2 separate regions of the Pan troglodytes genome follow, and region 1 is linked to region 2. The links are chromatin contacts, called in public HiChIP or PLAC-seq maps. All regions are on one chromosome and are shown on one strand. The core of a region is the stretch at or near the end of the contact, and the rest is flanking DNA. Distances in the headings are between cores, read along the strand shown.

Region 1 (3,663 bases), core at 993-3,492, 280 kb before region 2:
CTTGAACCTGGGAGGCAGAGGTTGCAGTGAGTCCAGATTGTGCCACTGCACTCCAGCCTGGGCGACAGAGTGAGACTCTGTGTCAAAAAACAAAAAACAAAACAAAAAAAAGAACCCCAGCTGTCTGGATTGGTCGGGGGATGGATTCTGCACTTTTCATACTTAGCAAAGTCAGCTCAGTAGCTCAGAAGGGTGTCACGAGATCAGCTGGGATACGGGAGAGGACAAGTTCCACAGCTTCTCATCCAGATTTTCTCCATTTCCCCACAACGCCCCAGGCATTCTTGGCATGAACTGTGCCTCAGGCCTGGCCTGAGGACTTTGGTTCAGTGAGCTCCTGGCCCCAAAGACGGAAGCAGGGAAGGGTTAGAGAAGAAAAACCAACTCAGGAACAAAATCTTCATTATTAATAGTATGTAACGTGGCCGGGCGTGGTGGCTCACACCTATAATCCCAGCACTTTGGGAGGCTGAGGTGGGCAGATCACTTGAGGTCAGGAGTTGGAGACCAGCCTGGCCAATATGGTGAAACCCCATCTCTATTAAAAATACAACAATTAGCTGGGCATGGTGGTGTGCACCTGTAATCCCAGTTACTTGGGAGGCTGAGGCAGAGGTTGCAGTGAGCTGAGATCGTGCCATTGCACTCCACCCTGGGTGACAGAGCAAGATTCCGTCTCAAATAATAATGATAACAACAACAACAACATGCAGCCAGGTGAACTAGAAACAGCGTGGGCCTGAGATTCACATTCGCCCTCTTTTCCCCCCTGACCCCCCACGCGCTATGACTCAGGAGGACCCAGAGAGAACCTCTCCTCAGGGGTGGGGAGCAAGAGCCTCGGGATAGTCCAGTGGGTGAAGCATGGTAAGGGTAACAGCCCACGTTCCCTGGGCCCTCACTGAGTGCCAGGCACCCTCCCAAGGGCTATCAAGGGCACCAGGCTCACGAGGGACAGTCCCCTCCATCCTCTGCTCAAGCCCCACCTGCCCAGTGGCCTTCCTTTCACACATCACGCACATTGCATTTCCAAACCAAGTCTTTGCACAGACTCTAATGCTCCTTTCTCTTGTTCTCCTCCAACCTACCATTGAACCTTTAAGGCTGAGCTCCATCCAGCATTTGCTGAGCCTTCCCTAGTGCCTCTCCCCGGCCTGCAGCTCCCCAAAGTACTCTCTCTTCTGGGCTCTCCAGCAATCATTACCTCAATCTTCCTCATTAGACTCTGAACTCCCTGTGGAGGGCTGGAATCACTTTCCCTCCTATGGCCCCAAGTCAAAGCCTGGCATAGAGTGGATAGAAAGTCCCTACACCCTCACCTGTCCGCACTCCCTAACACTCCTACTCTCCCAGCCAGCCTTACGGCATCGCCACAGTTCTCCCTGAGAGAGGCAGAGGTGCTGCCAGCTGCACAGGTCAAATTCTAGTGGTTAAGAAAAGGCCAGGATGAGAAAAGGGTGCCCAGGGTGTGCATGCGTGATGATGGTAACGAAGGGGTAGAGAAAAGGGGGAGAGCCTGGGTGGGGACCGGTTGTGGGCGCCTGGCAGGTTTGGAGGCGGGGGCATCAGTGGAGGTGGGAAGCGATGGGCCAGACCAGGCTGGGGGAGACTCTCGCGCTGCAACTCCCAGGGGAAGGAGAGTGGGGGAAAGGAGTCAGGGCAAAGCACTGTCTAGTTGTCCTGGGGTTCCCAGAGCTGCGGGGTGGACCTGGGGTGGGAAGCGAGGGACGAATCCGTCGGTGCTGCCCGCGGCCGGGCCCGAGCGGGGTGGTGCACGGCTAGGGACGGGCTCAGCTCTACACGATGCATGGGGAGGATCTGCGGCTACTGTTACCTCTGCAGTCGCCACCGCCCAGCCCGAGCCCCAGGCCGCCCAGGATGGTCTCGGACTGGCCGTCGCTGTACATGAAGGCCGTGTCCAGTTCGGTGTGGCCGCGCTCCAGAAAGGCGCGCACGGCCGCGGCGCTGGCGGGCGCGTCCATTCGGCGCCCCATCTCCATGGTGCCCAGCACCGAAGCGACCCGCGGTGGCGGTGGCCGGGACATGGCGAGCGCGCGGGCCTCGGGCGGCGGAGAGCGAAGCGCGCAGTGGACGGCGGCGCGGGAGACTACGCCAGACGCGGCACTCAGCATAGCAGCGGCGCCTGCGCGTTGGGAGCCGGGGGGCCCCGCCCATGCCGGGGAGGAGCGCGGAGGCAGTTGGGGCGGGGACAACAGGCGTGGCCCCAGCGGCGCCTCCAGGCCCGGTCAGCCCAGCGCGCGGCGTGGGGGCGGGGCCTGCGGTTCCCGCGGGGGCGGTGGCGCGCGGTCAGCTGACCCGGCGGGCCTTGACCCAGAAGCTGGGCCCTGGCGGCGGATCTGGACGTGGTGAGCCGGACCGGGGGCAGGTGGCAAACTCCACGGCTGGGGGTCGGGGCTCCTGGGCTTCCCTGCCACATCCTTCCAGCCCTCTCCTCCGGCCGCTGGACTGTCCCGGCTCCTGCGCCCTCCTTGTGGCGCGATATCGTGGGACGAGGCTCCGGGCCGGGACTGGGTGGCCCTCGGGAATCCGCAGCCAGTGGCCCCCCACCTCAAAGGCGACCAGCGCGGCCTCTCGAGCTGGCCTGGCCAGGAGTTGCCCTGCCCCGGCCGACCGGCCCCTTGGCATCTGATGGCTTCGTTTTTCCCGGGCCGGCCGGGCGAGGGGCCCTCGCGGCGCTGGCCCCAGCAGCTGTCCTATCATTATCCCTCCAAACAGGCGGCCCGCGCCGGGCTGAGTCACCAGGAGGGAGCTGTGGCCGAGGACGCCGAGGCCTGGAGTGGGTGGTAGCCCCGAGCTGGGACGCTCCTCCCTCCACAATCTCCCCAGGTCTGCAGGGACCGAGGGCCTGCCTACACTGCCTCCTCCCACGCCGTGCTTAGGGTAGGTTTCCAAACGTGTAAATGGAGAGTCTGAGTCTGGAAGTGTGAGGGGTCCCGGGCCTGGGTCACAGGTCATGTCTAATCAACGCTTACTGAAGGCGCCTGTGTGCCCGGACGCTGGAGGGGCTACAATGAGAACAAATAATAGTCATTTTGGGCTGTTGGTGTTGAGTGCCAGTGCCAGGCACCCTTGTAATCGCTTGGCCTGGATTGTCTCATTTAACTCTGCAGTCAGCCTAGGTGGTGGGTATTGCATTATTCCCCTACTTTTCAGATGAGAACTACGAAGCTCAATCACTTGAGTTCCAGACTGGTAGGCATCGGGCAGGTCTGTTCCAGAGTGCTTTTCTCCTCAACCCTGGGCTGTTCGAGCTCACAGCTTTCTCCCCTTCCTTTCTCCTTTCCTTCCTCTTCTCTCTCTTCCACCCTTTCTCCTTTCCTCACCCGTTTCCTCTCTTCTTCACTCTGTCCTTCTCTCTACCTCTCTCTTTGTCTCACTGTCTCTCAACATTTGCTGAACCTCTAGGTGTGTTTACACCTGGAGAATAAGAAATGCACAACCCAGGGTGGGGAGAGTACGTTTCAAAGACAGTGGTCGCAGAGGACGGTGGTAGCGTTCTTCAGGTGTGTGGACAAGGGGAGAGGAGGAGGTGGAAGGTCCTGTCCAGCCAGCTCTCATGGGGCATCTTTGAAAGGGCAGTTTAGAAGTGAGTCTTCTTATCTCATGACTAGGCCCTTGAAGGGGAGCAGGACACTTCTAGGG
Region 2 (3,667 bases), core at 846-3,345:
GTGGATCACTTGAGCTCAGGAGTTTGAAACCAGCCTGGCCAATATGGCGAAACCCCATCTCTACTAAAAAAATACAAAAAGTTAGCCAGGCGTGGTGGTGGGCGCCTGTAATCCCAGCTATTTTGGAGGCTGAGGCAGAAGAATTGCTCGAACCCAGTAGGCAGAGGTTGCAGTGAGCCGAGATCGCGCCACTGCACTCCAGCCTGGGTGACAGAGCGCGACTCTCTCTCAATAAATAAATAAACAAATAAATAGGTGAATAAATTCAATTCAGTTCAACAAATATTTCATAGAAGACCCTACTATCCAAGGCATTGTGCTCTGACTGGAAGTAGGAAGACGAAGGGGCAACTTCTAGTTCTACTAGCAGATAATATCTACAACCAGATGTTTCAGTACTAGATAGAGAAATCAATGTGGGTAGGCAGAGTAGTGGGACAATGAGAAGGGGAAGGCAGCTCTAAGCTCTATCTGACTAGGCTTCCTAGAATCAGTGCAGTGTTGAAGCTTGGATAGATCCAGTGTATGAATGGGAGTCATTGACAGCTTTTTTTTTTTTTTCTTTTGTGATAGGGTATCACTCTGATGCCCAGGCTGGAGTGCAGTGGCATGAACATGGCTCAGTGTAGCCTCCACTTCCCAGGCTCAAGTGATCCTCCCACCTCAGCCTCCTAAGTAGCTGGGACTAAAGGCACACATCACATTAGCCTGGCTAATTTTTTAAATTTTTTGTAGAGACAGGAATCTCACTATGCTGCCTAGGCTGGTCCTGAACTACTGGCCTCAAACAATCCTCCCGCCTCAGCCTCCCAGAGTGTTGGGATTACAGGTGTGAGCCACTGCTCTCGGCCTTCATTGACAGCTTCTAATCAGAGGCATAACGTGGTCAGATTTCTATTTGTTGGTAGGATGGAAGACTAAAATCAATGACACTAGCCAGTAGGCTGGATATACAATCTCTCTTGATAGCTGTGGGCATTTGGTTTCAGGATCTCGCAGTTACCAAAATGCAGGATGCTCAAGTCCCATATATAAAATGGCGTGGTATTTGCATACAACCTACACACATGCTCACATATCCTTTTTTAAAATTTTTTTTTTTTAAGAGATGAAGTCGAACTCCTAGTCTCAAGCAATCCTCCCATCTCAGCCTCCCAAGTAGCTGGGACTACGGTCGCATGCCACTGTGCTGGCTCCCATATACTTTAAATCATCTCTAGGTTACTTATAATACCTAATACAATGTAAATCCTAGGTAAATAGTTGTACTGTATTTTAAATTTTGCATTATTTTTTATTTGATTCAAAAATGTTTCTGGTCCATGGTTGGTTAAATCCATGGATGCAAAACCCACAGATACAGAGGGCACCCTGTGTATGTATGTGTATGTGTGTGTGTGTGTGTGTGGGTGGGTGTGTAAATATATACATGGATAGGAGGCCTGAGGTAGACGTTTTACCTGGAGATATAATTTGGCAGTGTTTGCAATTACTCAGGGAGAGTCTGTACAGTGAAAAGAGAATTGATGGAAGCTTGCGAACCAACAGTCCTTAAACAGCTGGCAGAGAAAAGGCCGCCCTGGAGGAAACCAACAGACAACAGCAGATGGGGAGAAGAGGAAAGAGTGGCGTTACCGGGAGTGAAACGAATAGAGGAGCCAGGGAGGATCAGAGGGAGGGAAAATTGTGTGGAATGCGGTACAGAGGTCAGAAAAGCGTCCATTTGATTTGGCGGTAGGTAATCTTTCCCAGAGCAGTTTCGGTGTTAGTGGTTCAGGCGGGAATTCCAATGCAAGAAACCAGTGAACGAATGAGAGAGTGAGTAGGGAAAGTGAAGGTGAGTACGTTAATGAATGAATAAATCAAGTCTGTACCCTCTCTTGCCCGGGGGATTTCCAGGGCCAATGTCGCACTTTGGTGCGGAGGAAAGGCCTGGTCACGGCTTGGGGTGACGCCTAGGAAACTGTCAGCCTCGCAACCCATAGGCGCAGCCCCAAGGTCAGGGTCACCTCGAGCCTCCAGGCAACTCGTCACCTTGACGACCAACTGAAAAAACCGGAAGGGATGGAAGCAGCGGATCATCTCGCGATATCTGGAGCGTCTGCGCCGGCCTTCCTGACCTGGGACTTCTTTCCAGCTCTCGCGAGACTTTCAGGGGTCGGAGCGCGGGGGCCGGCCGAGAGGAAAGCTGGAGGCGCGGGTGGGGAACATGTCTGAGTCGGAGCTCGGCAGGAAGTGGGACCGGTGCCTGGCGGATGCGGTCGTGAAGATAGGTAAGGGGCTTTTCGCCCCAGCAGGCCCGGCCGGTGCAGAGCTGCTGGCTCCAGGCTGCGCTGCCCAGGAGGAAGGAAGGGAAGCCCCATGGGAGGTCAGGCCTCTCGGCCTTTTCCGGCCCCTCCGGCCAGGGCGAGCCGCCCGGGCCCCGGCGGGAGGTCACTCGGGCGGCGGGCACAGACCCGAGGAGCCGGAGCAGCAGCCCGTGTGCGGGGTGGAGTTGCAGCCCGGAGGAGGTGGTCGGGGTTGGCAGGTGGCAGGAGAGTCGCAGAGCTCTTGAGTGGAAGACAGTGTCGGGGCACACCCTCGTGCCGGAGCCGCGGGGTTCTCCTCCCGGGTGGTGCATCCCCCGGCACGCGGCGGGGAACCGGCTCAGGAGGCCACGCTGCTCCCCGGCGGAAACCAAAGTGCCTTCTGGAGAAGGTCACCTGGAGCATTTCATAGACACCGCCAGGCCCTGATGCGAGTTGCTGTCATTCCCGACTTGCCACCTGATTTATTTGAATCAGAGTAGTCTGGGGCCTGAACTTAGAGGGGTGATGATCTGGAATGAGAATTGCGCTGGAAAGTAAGAAGTTGTTCACGTTAAGTTTTTCTGCGTAGTCCTTTAACACGTGCTCAGTGACGGCACAAATTATGAAGTCACTGTATGGTGGGGAGGAGAAAGGAAACTCGTTTATTGAGCGTATATTGTCTTCATTGTGCGAAATAATCTTTTTACAGGCCGTGAAATGGAGAGTCAGGTGAAGGAATTTGCCCACGGTCACAGCTAACAAATGGCAAAATTAGGGATTTTACCCAGGTTTTCTGGGGTCAAGTCCCATGTTCCTTCTTCGATGCTAATTTTTGTTACCCAAATGTGATATTTTTGTGTGGTAATGTTAGGGTATTTAAGAGGATTTAGGATCGTGTCTTTGAATGAAAACATTGAGGAATAAGATTGTAAGCTCCATGAGAGCAGGGATGTTTTCTGGTTTAGTCACTGCCCCATCCGCAGCCCCTAAAAGAGTGCTTAATAAAAATTGTTGAGAGTGAGTAAATAAATGAAACAGTTTATCAGTTACCATTTCACCTCTGAATTCAGCACTTACAGTCAAGTGATTTGGGGCAAGTTATTTAACTTTTCTGTGCCTGATTCCTATTTGGAAATCGGCAGTAATAATTATTACTATCTCATAGAGTCGTTGGGAGGATTAAATGAGTTAGTTTGTGTAAAGGCTTGAATATGGATCACTTAGGAATGGGTTATTTTGGAAGCGACTAAACAGTCACTTTTGTTTTGTTACTGTTAACAGCTTGCAGTTCAGAGAGAAGACTTAACACCTAGCTATGAAATGACCAAAGTAGTTACTAGGCAATGTCATATAGTTAAGAAAGAGCTTTGAGCTGGGCG

The links. HiChIP or PLAC-seq counts read pairs in DNA pulled down with a chosen protein or histone mark.
Region 1: a contact with region 2 is called in an H3K4me3 HiChIP or PLAC-seq map of stem cell-derived excitatory neurons, with 2.6 times the contacts expected there. The contact joins the promoter of AKR7A2 here to the promoter of MICOS10 in region 2. A contact is called at or near these places in 1 of 1 datasets of contacts at active chromatin or transcription factors (stem cell-derived excitatory neurons) and 1 of 1 other capture datasets (stem cell-derived neural stem cells).

What each region holds. Positions count from the first base shown.
Region 1 is chr1:211,886,179-211,889,841 of NHGRI_mPanTro3-v2.0_pri, reverse strand. It overlaps AKR7A2 (aldo-keto reductase family 7 member A2), which reads right to left and starts at 2,242. Exons shown (of 7, transcript XM_001163068.7): 1 at 1,835-2,242. The coding sequence starts at 2,132. SLC66A1 (solute carrier family 66 member 1) reads left to right here and starts at 2,278. Exons shown (of 8, transcript XM_054680171.1): 1 at 2,278-2,366.
Region 2 is chr1:211,605,085-211,608,751 of NHGRI_mPanTro3-v2.0_pri, reverse strand. MICOS10 (mitochondrial contact site and cristae organizing system subunit 10) reads left to right here and starts at 2,095. Exons shown (of 4, transcript XM_009449727.4): 1 at 2,095-2,273. The coding sequence starts at 2,210.